4 separate regions of the Mus musculus genome follow, and regions 1, 3 and 4 are each linked to region 2. Evidence: chromatin contacts called from public HiChIP or PLAC-seq, Micro-C and promoter capture Hi-C data. All regions are on one chromosome and are shown on one strand. The core of a region is the stretch at or near the end of the contact, and the rest is flanking DNA. Distances in the headings are between cores, read along the strand shown.

Evidence for each region. Promoter capture Hi-C pulls out the DNA fragments that hold promoters and counts their contacts. A called contact is a pair of places that touch in the nucleus more often than the background predicts. HiChIP or PLAC-seq counts read pairs in DNA pulled down with a chosen protein or histone mark.
Region 1: an H3K4me3 HiChIP or PLAC-seq map of forebrain shows a contact between it and region 2, with 2.9 times the contacts expected there. The contact joins the enhancer-like site here to the promoter of Mindy2 in region 2. A contact is called at or near these places in 17 of 39 promoter capture datasets (the 3T3-L1 cell line, 3T3-L1-derived adipocytes, the C10 cell line and 9 more), 1 of 15 datasets of contacts at CTCF or cohesin (large pre-B cells), 6 of 115 datasets of contacts at active chromatin or transcription factors (bone marrow-derived macrophages, embryonic forebrain, embryonic stem cells and 2 more) and 3 of 9 other capture datasets (adipose tissue, embryonic stem cells and pancreatic islet).
Region 3: a promoter capture Hi-C map of the HPC-7 cell line shows a contact between it and region 2. The contact joins the enhancer-like site here to the promoter of Mindy2 in region 2. A contact is called at or near these places in 16 of 39 promoter capture datasets (the 3T3-L1 cell line, 3T3-L1-derived adipocytes, the C10 cell line and 9 more), 3 of 15 datasets of contacts at CTCF or cohesin (large pre-B cells, pro-B cells and stem cell-derived epiblast-like cells), 9 of 484 Hi-C or Micro-C datasets (the G1E-ER4 cell line, the N1E-115 cell line, bone marrow-derived macrophages and 4 more), 6 of 115 datasets of contacts at active chromatin or transcription factors (bone marrow-derived macrophages, embryonic stem cells, fetal liver and 2 more) and 4 of 9 other capture datasets (adipose tissue, embryonic stem cells, liver and 1 more).
Region 4: a contact with region 2 is called in a Micro-C map of embryonic stem cells, with 2.2 times the contacts expected there. The contact joins the enhancer-like site here to the promoter of Mindy2 in region 2. A contact is called at or near these places in 3 of 39 promoter capture datasets (embryonic stem cells, hippocampal neurons and stem cell-derived epiblast-like cells), 3 of 484 Hi-C or Micro-C datasets (the CH12 cell line, the HL-1 cell line and embryonic stem cells) and 1 of 9 other capture datasets (adipose tissue).

Annotation. Positions count from the first base shown.
Region 1 is chr9:70,997,401-71,000,227 of GRCm38.p6, reverse strand. No RefSeq gene overlaps it. Among named protein-coding and RNA genes, the nearest start is that of Gm32074, 18 kb to the right of the region's middle. Within about 2 kb of position 1,282, at least 36 of the 459 cell types and tissues checked have an H3K27ac peak or open chromatin away from gene starts, as enhancers often do. A contact at or near this core is called in forebrain, hippocampal neurons and trophoblast stem cells, where this site is marked.
Region 2 is chr9:70,655,891-70,658,675 of GRCm38.p6, reverse strand. It overlaps Mindy2 (MINDY lysine 48 deubiquitinase 2), which reads left to right and starts at 1,502. Exons shown (of 9, transcript NM_172772.2): 1 at 1,502-2,403. The coding sequence starts at 1,630. Gm31872 (a long non-coding RNA gene) reads right to left here and starts at 1,005. Exons shown (of 3, transcript XR_379591.4): 1 at 464-1,005.
Region 3 is chr9:71,138,923-71,141,834 of GRCm38.p6, reverse strand. The region is part of intron 1 of Aqp9 (aquaporin 9); the gene reads left to right. Among named protein-coding and RNA genes, the nearest start is that of Gm32714, 10 kb to the left of the region's middle. Within about 2 kb of position 1,449, at least 7 of the 459 cell types and tissues checked have an H3K27ac peak or open chromatin away from gene starts, as enhancers often do. A contact at or near this core is called in the HPC-7 cell line and liver, where this site is marked.
Region 4 is chr9:70,391,306-70,394,195 of GRCm38.p6, reverse strand. The region is part of intron 26 of Myo1e (myosin IE); the gene reads right to left. Among named protein-coding and RNA genes, the nearest start is that of Mir5626, 13 kb to the left of the region's middle. Within about 2 kb of position 1,430, at least 28 of the 459 cell types and tissues checked have an H3K27ac peak or open chromatin away from gene starts, as enhancers often do. A contact at or near this core is called in adipose tissue and embryonic stem cells, where this site is marked.

The DNA of each region.
Region 1 (2,827 bases), core at 33-2,532, 340 kb before region 2:
GAAGAAAAGGACAGCTTCGAGTTGGGGAGATGGCTCAGTTGGTTAAGTGCTTGCCTTTCAAGTACAAGCATCTGACCCACCCTCAGAACTGACATTTTTTTTTAAGCTAGGCATGGCGAAGCACATTTGTAATTCCAGTGCTCAAGAGGTAGAGCCAGGCAGATCCATGGGAACTTACTGGCCAGCCACCCACCCTGTCCTATTTGGTGAGCTTTAGGCTTGTAAGAGACCATGTCTCAAAAAAAAAATGGTAGACAGTATCCCGAGTAAACACCACCTACCATGCACGCACATACATGTGCGCTTGTATGCACATGGCCACACATGGAGTCAGAGAAGGAAGCAGCTAAAGCCAGCCAAACCCCAAGGGGGATTCCCTTCTTGGAGCTCTACCCCAGAGCTCACCCTGAGATATCTAGGGGAGCCTCCCAGTACACCCAGGAAAGCAGAGAAAGGGAGAATGGATGGGTAGCCACCCAGCTCCCACTGTCTCCTTGAGAGAGCTACGGCCCATCAGCTTCTGATTCCTCCTAGATGTGCTGGGTTTACTTGGCCAGCAGTGCTGAGCAAGCCCCGACCCTCACGATCCAGTTAAACCCTCCAGAGCCCCTGAGCTAGGCAACACTACCTCACTCATTTCACAAATGAGGAAACAGGTGTGGGGTTAAAGATGGTGTCAGGATCAACATCCAGCTAAAAGCCACGGAATAGAGGTGTGATCTCCCCCTTTTATACTGAAATGGTGCTACTTCATCTTTAAAATATCAGCAATTTTCTCACATGCTCTGTTCCCCCAGAATGTGTTATTTTTGAAACTAGCAAGGAACTACAGGATGGTGGAAATGTAAAGGCCTCAGAGACATGTTGGTCCAGCCCAGAGTGGGAGAAGAAGAGAGAGGAGACAGGCGGTTAAATCCTCCCCACTCTGTTTGCTCTGCTCCTAAAATAAAATAGAGCAGAAGATGGCAAAGTCCATGTATTTGAGACTCCAGCATCCCCCTTCCCATTTCCCTGGAGCACGCAGATGCTTAGAGCCTCCGCTGGGGTCTGTGATTTAGAAAAGGACAGGCCTGTTGTGGTTCCTCCCATAAGACCTCTTTCGGGGTCCCTTTCCCATCACACTGCCAGAATTACTTCAACTCCAGCAGCCCGAGCCTCCTGGGGATTGGCTCACGAGGATAACTGCCCCACCCTTCCACACATCGTCGCCTCCCATCTGTGTCCCCAGCTGGCATCTTCTGTTGCTATACCAGTGACTTCATTTTTCACTCTTAGCTAAAAATGGACTTCTTATGATTTACCCCATCCTGGTGTTGACACACTCACCAAGTTGGGCGGGGCCCACTGCCAGGCATCAGGGCCACCAGCCTGACTCACCAGCCAGAAGTGTAGGGAAACTGGATGCTGAGAATCCAGTGACAACAGTCACTGTTCCTCCTATCACCAGGACTTTGTCCTTCGACCACATGGCACCTACATTCCTGGAGAGGAGATGTGAGTGACAATCTGAAACCCTGTGACAGACAGAACAGGAAGCCCACGGGTCTGTCACAACCAAGCCGATCTAGGCTTGTTTCTCAAACTCAGGGCCAAATGCTTAGTCCCATTACAAAGCTGTCTGGAAAGGAGGGAGCACAGCCCTCTTCCATTCTCCCTGATCCTAAAAAGCCTTGGTACTGAGAGCCTAAATCCTTAGAGATAATTGGTCCCAATCTTATTTTATAGAAAAGAATTTGAGGCTCAGCAAGGCCAAGTGACTTGACTAAAGTCACACAGTGAGCAAGGGCTAGATCCGGATCTCCATCTCCCTTGTGTCCTGTCTACTCACCACAGTATCCTGAGAATTAAGCTAACCGGACCTCCTCTCTCCTCTGTAAAGGAAACAAGAACGGATAATAACCTTTCAGTAGGGATGGCTCAGCTGAGATTTCAGCTTTCCTCTTTGTGCTAGTTACATTTCCTGTTGCTATGGCAATGGTGAAGTCAGGGAGGATGGGTTTATTGTGGCTCACAGTTTGAGGGTATAGTCCCATCATGGTGGAGACAGACAGGCAGCAGGAGCTTGAATGGCTTGAAGCAGATGTGCTCAGCTCACTCTCTCATTTCTATTCAGTCTAAGAGTCCAGGCCATGGAACAACACCCATGGTAGTTGGAGGAGGGGGGTCATCTTCCTATAGCATTTAAATCTATCTGAATATCTCTTACAGACATGCCCAGAGGTCTGTTCATATAATTGACAAGTAAGATTAACCATCCCAGTTCTCCCAGCCCTGCTACAGATGGCCTGTGTGTTTGGTAGGCAGTCTCTTCTGGTCTGCTGGTGGGATGTGGAGATACATGGAGTTTGGTAAAGAACTGGTGTCTGGGTCTGTGCACAAGCTAAAGATGATCTGCCTGCTGTGTCCTGGTTTAGACAAGAGCAAGTCACCCTTGTAAGGCTTTCTGGCATTCCATATGGCTATTAAATAGTGCCCCCGTATCTCTCTCTTTCTCTCTTCCCAGTAAAAGGTATATTACCTCAGGACAAATTTAAAGACATGGGATCAGTGATAACACAATTATCTAGATTGGACTCCCTCACCCAGCCCAGAAATCCCCTCTGTAGCTTCCTGAAGTGTTTCTGCCCTGAGCTGGGATACTGGGAAAAGCAAGCAGCCTTTCTGCCCTTTGTAGCTGCACAAATCCAGCAAACGAGAAGGTGCCAGACTTTAGTCAGCCTCACCCTTCAGCTGCAGTCTAGGTAAGTGTTTTGTCTTTTCAAGATCATAGCTTTGTCTTGGCTCATGACACAGAGATAGCCTAAAGCAGACGTAGCCATTCTTGACC
Region 2 (2,785 bases), core at 253-2,752:
GACTCTCAAATTGGAAGAGAGGCAGAGCCAGCCAGGGCTACAAATTGAGACTCTGTCTCAAAAAACAAAAGTGAAATAAGATAAGCAAAGTAGTAGAGGGCTCTGTAGAGTGTTTGTCATACATGAATTGAGCCCCAGCCCTAAAAAAAAAAAAAAAAAAAAAAAAAAAAAAAAAAAAAGGAAAGGGGGGGGAAGAAAAGAAAGGAAGGGAGGAGAGAGTTGGAGGTGGGAAGAAAGAGGGAGAAGTCGAAGAGAGTGCCGAGAAAGAGATCATCATTTCTGAGAAGATAATAGTGATATTTTTAGTGTGAAACACAGTATTCAGTAACATGCTTGGTGCTAACACATGAATGAGCAAAATAATGCATTAATTTGTCTACTTTTCTAACCAGTAGCAGGACAGAAGTGTAACAATCCATGATGCACCATATATTTGTATACCTGATACTAAAGGAAGACCCACCTGTCTTGTTCATTTTTATATTCTCAGACAACTTTGAAGAGGGAAGGGTCCAGGAAAAAAAAAAAAAACAAAAAAAACAAAAAACCAAAAAACAAAAAAACCAAAAAAAAAAAAAAAAAAACACCCCACTTTTCCAGAGCAGGTTAGATGATCTATATCCACTCTTGCCAATAAATAAGTAAGTAAATAAATAGAAAAAAAAAGTTGCAGGCAACTCTGTCCATCCTCTATGCAGATGTCAAGCCCTGATGAGAAGTCAATTCTAATTTTAAAAGTCATTTTTTCGGGAAGCAGAAGCTTCCCACTCTGTGCAAAGAGAAGCCAAGTGAACAGAACCGCAAAGACTTGGCTTGCTTCAAACGCAAACTGATTTATTATTATTGGACCAAATTTACCCTCTCGCCTGGGGCGTAGGCCAATATCCACAACCTCATTGAACCTCCGGCAAGGCAAACCAGTAGCTGGTTGGGAGCGCAGCGATTCTCAGCCAAAACCCAGGGAGAGTTGTCCCTGTACTGCGCAGTCTTCCAAAAGCCTCCAACAGAACTCGCCTTTCAAATTTGCATTTCCTAAGAAATGCTTCCAATTCTCAACATTAAAAGCTAAAAAAAAAAAAAAAGAAAAGAAAAAGCCAGCTCTCCCGAGGCCTTCAGGGAATGGCTGTCTTCCAATGCTACTACCACTTTCGGGGTCCACCAGGCTCAAGCCCAAAGTAGACCACACTCCCTACAAGCCTCAGCCACTGCCTTTAAAGTAACCGCGCGCAGCGGGGATGCCCCGGAGTTCAACTTCCGGCAGCACACACAAGATTATTTTCCTAGTGGCGCTGCGGCTCTCCGAGCCGCGCCCCTGACCACGCCCTCAGCCACGCCCCTGGCCTCGCTCTGCCTTCCCTAGCCTGAACGCGCGGGAGGGGCGTGGCCTCGGGGGAGAAGCGCTCCCCGAGTGGGTCCGGGCGCTTCAACGAGCGCAGTCACGCGGAGGCACGCTCCGAGCGGGCGGGCGGGGGCACGCGCGCGCGCTCCCGCCGCCCTCTACGGTGACGTGCCTGGCCGAGGCCGCGCTAGGGCGCTGGAGCTGCTACAGAGCGGCTGTCATGGCGTCGGAGGCGCTTGCTGAGGAGAGCCGGCCGCGGTGTCTATAGGACCAGGGGCGGGCGGCCGGGGATGGAGAACAGCCCTGACAGCCCACAGCCTCTGGAACTAGGGGTGGCGGCCGGGCGAGTGTCGCCGCCGGAAGGGCGACGGCGCGGCGGGCGCGAGGCTGAGGATGGTCCCGCTGGACGCGCGGTGGACAGCGGCGGGCAGGGGGCGGCGGCGGCGGCAGCGCGGAGCAGCCTCGGGGACCCGACGTCCCCCTCGCAGCTCGGATGCGGCGCGGGCTCGGACTTGAAGGACGGCGCGTCGTCGAGCCCTGCCGCCTCGGAGGTGCCTTCAAGAGGGCAGCACAAGGTGACCGCCTCCCCGGAGCTGGCCGAGGCCGCGGCGGGCCGAGGGTCGGGGCCAGTGGGCGACACGGGCACCTGCAGGGTGGAGCAGGCGGCGGAAGAGCCCAGCAGCACCGGCGCCCCGAGCAGCAGCTGCAGCGAGCCGAGCCCCCCTGGGGACTCGCCCAGCTTGGACTCCCTGGAGTCTTTCTCCAACCTGCATTCTTTCCCCAGTAGCTCTGAGTTCAATAGTGAGGAGGGAGCAGAGACCAGGGTCCCCGAGGACGTGGAGGAGGGCGCGGCGGGGCCGCCCAGGGCTGCACCTCTATGCAAAGAGGAGGAGGAGGACCCGGCTCAGGTGCTAGCGGCCTCCAAAGAACGCTTTCCCGGACAGTCGGTGTATCACATCAAATGGATCCAGTGGAAAGAGGAGAACACGCCCATCATCACCCAGAATGAGAATGGACCCTGCCCTTTGCTGGCCATCCTCAATGTTTTGCTTCTCGCCTGGAAGGTACACTCTGCAGCTTTCTACTTCCTACAGCTTGTGGGGTGGGGAGGGGCAAAATGGGGTGAGGAAACTGCTGTTTGTCAGCTGATGGCTTCCTTCCATTCATCAGACTCCTCCTTTTTTTTTTTTTTTTTTTTTGAGACAAGGTTTGTCTGTGTAGCTTAAACTGTCCTCGAACAGTTTAAGATCTTAATGCTACAGCCTCTAGAGTGCTAGGTTTACAGACATGCACCCCTATATCTAACAGTCTCTTATTACATGAAATTAATTCCAGGATTTCTTTATTGAAAGATTATTCATGTGGCAACATGTCAGGAAGAATTGCCCCCAACTTAAGGTCTTTTTTGTATTAAAAATTCAACATTCGGTTAAAGGTTGTAACTGA
Region 3 (2,912 bases), core at 200-2,699, 480 kb before region 2:
TGTTCTGTCTAGTTTCTTTTTGGAGGCACTTAGAGCTATAAGTTTTCCTCTTAGGACTGCTTTCATTGTGTTCCATAAGTTTGGGTATGTTGTGGCTTGATTTTCATTAAACTCTAAAAAGTCCTTAATTTCTTTCTTTATTTCTTCCTTGACCAAGTTGTCATTGAATACAGTGTTGTTCAGCTTTCATGTGTATGTGGGCTTTCTATTATTTATGTTGTTACTGAAGATCAGCCTTAGTCCGTGGAGAACTACTGGACTTGATGGGCTATTTCAACATAATGAGATGTGTCAGAACTGCAGCATTTGGAAGTATTTGAAAAGGGCAGTGGAGCTCAGTGAGGGGCAGTGGGTGCTCGAACCTGGCAGTGTTTTAGTTCGTAGTTGAGTCTTGCGCGCGCCGGACTGGCCAGCAGTAACAACGCTGCAACAGGATCCTTCTGCACACGTTTATTGGGAGAGCTTGATTGCAGAGGCGAAGAGACCTGGAGCCCAGAACTGGTGCTGCTTATATAGGCCTAGGAGAGGCGTGTCTCACACCCGGATTGGTTATGCACTACGCCTCATTTGCATGTTCCTCATTTGATTGGCTACTCTCTCTCTCTCTGTACCTCACAGAGCCTCATTATCATACCTCATTTGCATGTCTCACATCTGATTGGTTATACTCTCAAAGCCTCATGCCCAGGCCAGGCAGTGTCTTTGCAAAAAACTTTACTGCATATGTACACATTGGTTGTTTGTCCAAACTTATGCGTGGTGGCCAGCAGTAGTCAGTGCCACTCTGCAACGGCATATGTGGCTTCCCACAATTGAGAACAGATGGGTTTTGGAGAAGCAAGTGAGAAGAAAGGCATACTGTGAGCAGGCATGCAGAGTTTGGAGTGGCAGCTATCAGTTCCAAGGGCTCAAAGAGGCTGGCATGCAACTCTATGAATCTGTTTTGGGCAGAAGGAGGGCCGGGCTCCATGGGACAAGGCAATGGAAAGCCTGGATGTGCAGCGATGTTCTCAGGCCGCAGAGAGACTTTTGTATACAGCTGTAGCCATGGCATCTAGCTCCACTACTAGATGGCTAGAGGGTGGTGGGGACTCTGGCCAGAGGCTGTAGACAGAAGGGAAGTATAAGAACATCACTATGAGTGTTCAAGGAGGGAAGAAGAGAGGCAAGATAGCTCCAGAATGTCTGGCTTAGTGGCTAGTAATAGAGGGGGCATAACTCACATTCCAGTTAACCACCAGTCTGCCCTTTTGAATGTTTTCCTCTCTTTTCCATTGAGACGTTCTCTTCCCCTCAAAGGCATGAAGATCTGCTAATGAAACCAGGACTTACTCTGTTATCGTCACAGTCCTGCCCAGAGCAGTAGCACGCACACAAACATAGAACGATTGGTCTTTGGAAAGTCAACGAAAACAAGCAAAACCTCTTGAAGCCTTGCGACTTCCCCTCACCCACATTTGATTCTATGGTTAGCAGTGACACAACAACTATCTCCACCGCCTGTCAGAAGTGGACCTTCCCCTGCTTGTTATTGCCAGGAAGTGGCTAAAGTTCATGGACTCAATTATTTGAATCCGTGAACTCAAACTGGCTCTTAGCTTCCCTTTTGCATTTACATTGAAAACAGTCCCTGCGTTTGCACTTATGATCAGTGTTTGCTGTTTAAATAGTGCTTTTATTAGTGTTATCTCATTTGAACCTTTATTGAAAACCCTCGGGAAGCAAGCTGAGGAATGATTGTCATTGCTTAGTGGAAGGGCAAGCTGAGATTGAGAAGCAATGTGTTCATTTATACAACCATGAAAGGGGCTTTCACACCCAACAGAAAAAGGAACCATCTGATGACTTGACATGAATATATTAGAAACTAATATTAGATACAGAGACCAACACACTTAACATGTATATGTTTTCTTTCTCTGTGTATGTATGTATAGTGTAGGAAGAAAATAAAAATACTTACAATAGATTCCTTCTGTCTGCTATAAAGTTCAGAATTATCAAAATGGGACAGACTACCAGGGACATGGTATAGGAATTAAGAACATAAACCCTGAGACTGTACGATGCTCACCTCTTAAACCCAACCAGAATGCGATGAACAAGCCAAGCCACCATGCAGTAGCCACTTGTAGGCACTCTGCTCTGCACTCTAGTTAAAACCTCCATGAGCAACCAGTACCACCCACAAGGCAGACATACGAATGCAGAAGCCTCCAGACAATTTCAGTGGAGTAGAAATGAAATGTCCTGCCAAACCTGCCTGAATCTAGGCTTCATCCACAACACAAATATAATCTTAAGTTTGAGGCATCTCTGCAGAAGTGGAACTCAGTGCTCACGTGGTCTTCTACTAATGGACCTGAGTCCAGCAGAGGTTGTTAGTTGTAGGAAGACAGTTGAGAGGGTTAAGCTGATGAGAGAGTATAAGTCAATATAAGTTCAGTATATAAGTAAAAGATGAAAGAGGGTTTGGGGGCACAGGGATAAGGATCACCTTTCCTTCCACCCCTCTCCCTCAGCCTATAGTGTGATTTACAATGCCCCTTGCTGCTGCTCCCAAGACAATTTCAACACCTAGGACAGAAATAGAGAATACTTCCCAGAGTGAAATCAAACAGGTCAGAGGCCTCTCTGGACACACTCAAGCCAGTTCAAGCTTTCCGGTTTCCACTGGACCTACACTAGGGGCTGTGCAGCAGAATCGTGACCAGGGGAAGACTCTTGTTTGAAGGGCTCCAGCTGCTTCTGCCTTGTTGTCTGGAGTAGCTCATCTCAGATGACAGTAATATCCAACCCTACTTCCTGAGGGCAATACTGATGCTATTCACTCAGTTCAGAAGTTATATTCTGCATTTGCTTGGCCTTAGATTACAAAGACAACATGAAGGCACAAATGTGACATTAGTTTG
Region 4 (2,890 bases), core at 181-2,680, 260 kb after region 2:
AGAGAAGTGAAAGATGAGACAACAGCCATGCCTGGACACACGCAAGGAACACACTAGAAAGCTGCTCACAACGGAGCTCAACAAGATGATAGAAGATCATCAGTACCTAGGGAGCTCGAGGTATAGTATGGCTCAGTAGACTGAGCACATGCCTGGCATGTATAAAATCTGGGGCTCAAGTCCCAGCACTGCATAAACCAAGTGGTGCATGGCCATCATCCATAATAAAACACTGGGGAGGTAGAGGCAGGAAGATCAGAAGTTCAAGGTCATCTTTGGCTACATAGTGAGTTTAAGGCTCGGCCAGCCTGGGCTATATGAGACATTGTCTCAAATAACCAACTTCAAACAAACAAACAAACAACATCAAAGTCACACACCATCGGTTCTATGTCCAAGTATTAGCAAAGATAAACTCAAAGCTGAGACTGAGGTGAGCGAGATGACTCAGCGGGGGAAGGTGCTTTGCCACGAGGCCTAATGCCCTGAGTTTAGTCTTCAGGACCCACACCACATGGTAAAAAGAGAGAACGGATTCCCTAAAGGTGTTCTCTAACTGCCACACATGTGCTGTGGTCCCTCCATGCACTACACTGATAAGTAAGTGTAACTAAAAAGAAAATGAAATTAAGAAAATGATCACATTAATAACATGAGTATAATACTTAATAATAAATGAGTTTTTATAAATAAAATGTCTATAACCAGCCAACATAGATACGTAGATTGTTAGTGAGGTGGGACAGTGTTGAGGGGAAAGTTTCTTTTTTTCCTCTTTCTCTCTCTCTTTCTCTTTCTTTCTTTCTTTCTTTCTTTCTTTCTTTCTTTCTTCCTTTCTTTCTTTCTTTCTTTCTTTCTTTTTTTCATGTGTGTATGTATCCCTGGCTGCCCTGAAACTCATTCTGTAGACAAGGCTAGCCTCGATCCACTTGCCTCCAGAGGGCTGGGATTAAAGTTATGCCTTGTGTGTCGGAAGGTTTTATGAGGAGGGAAGAATTCTAAAATTAGATTATGGCCATTGTGCACAACTTTGTCAATACACTAAAATTATAATACTGGGCATTTCAAATGGATTGATTCTATCTCCATAAAGCTTCTCTTGAATCAGTTGGTAGGGCAAGGGTTATACAATGCATAGTTGAACCTTGGAAAGGCCCAGGCCTTGTATGCTGGGAGCTGCTGAACGTGTCCCAAGAAGCAGGGGAACTGCTCAAACACCTGCCTCTCTTTTATTGTTCATTACGGTTTTAAGACAGGGTCTATACTTGAATTCAGTGTGCAGTAAGGAATCTATGCAGATGAAGAGCTGACTGACGCCTGGGTTTAGCAGTCTAGGGACCTGGAAGCATCACAGAGCACAGCCAGTCACAACACAACTGCCATTACCCAGGCTAGGCTAGAAAGAGCCCCCAAGCCTCCAGAACCCAGCCGATCTCTAGTGTCACTAGGTGGCGATCCTGTGTAATAAATATGGAGAACTAATGGCTTTCAACACACTGCCAGAAATTGATTAATGAGGTCGTTTAGGTACCACTCCCAGCCAGAGTGACTGCCAACTCAGTGCAGAAGGGCCACTGAGCAGAGCTGGCTCCGTCCTCAGCAGAGCGGATGGCAGAGACTTTCAGGAACTGTGTCAACGACTTGTGAAACAGTCATTAAAAGCCAAATCTTACCAACTTACAATTAAATTAGCAAACGAAATAAGCAAGCTTCATCCCATCCCATCCCCCACCCCGTCCCCTTCTGTCCCCCTCCCCAGTCCCACACACTTTCTGAGTAGCCATGCTGGTGGCTCAGCCTGACCTGGCTATGGTGTGTATATTTACTATGTATCCTAGTTTGCTGCCCGTTGCTGCCATGAAACACTGACAGAAGCAAGTTGCTCTGGCTGTGCTTTATTACAAAGGGAAGTCAGGGCAGGAACTCAAGGCAAGACCCAAGCGAAGACCATGGAAGAATACTGCTTACCAGCTCGCTCACTTGGCTTTCTCATACAATTCAGGACCCACCCACCTAGGAGTATACTGCCTGCCGACATCAGTCCGTAAGGAAATGCTCCACAGGCTTGCCTCCAAGGAAAATCTGATAGCAGCAATTTCTCAGTTGAGGTCTGTCTTCCCAGATAACCCTAGCTTGTGTCAAGTTGACAAAAAAGGAAGCCATTTAACCCCAGGAACTGGCAACTGTTGCAATTTAGGCATTTTTGTTTAGTTTTATTACTCCCTGCTGCTCAGGAGACCAGACCCTTCCTGAATTCACCCTCATGGAAAATGCTTTCCTAGGCTGGAGAGATGACTCAGCAGTTAAGAGCACTCGCTGTTCCTGCAGAGAACCCTGATTTGGTTCCCAGCACCCACATAGTGACTCACAACTGTAATGCTAGTTCTGCTTTTTTTCTGGCTTTTGAGAACACTAGGCACATACACGATGCACAGACACACCTCCAGGCAAAATATCTTTACACATGAAAAGATAAAAATGAAAATTGGAAAATGCTTTTCTGAGCCGGGCTCGACAGCATACACCTGTAATTCTAGCACTTGGGGAGGCTGAGGCAGGACAATCTCATCTCCGTGAGCTCAAGGCCAGACTGAGATGGACATAATACATCTGGATCCAGATATCAAATAAAAAAAAAAACCAGCAGGCTGTCCCTCCATTTGTTTTGAACTGTCTGTGCAATTTTGGGTAATTTTGGCCCCTCTGCTATTTTGTGTTGTTTGTATTTCTAATATCCACCCCACCCCCCACCCCCAGCAACACACACACACACACACACACACACACACACACACACACTCGAGGATTGAGAACTGTGTTATAAAGACAGAGCCTTCACTGGGACAATGGAGACAACACCGAGAATGTCAGTTTCATAATAAAGTTGCAA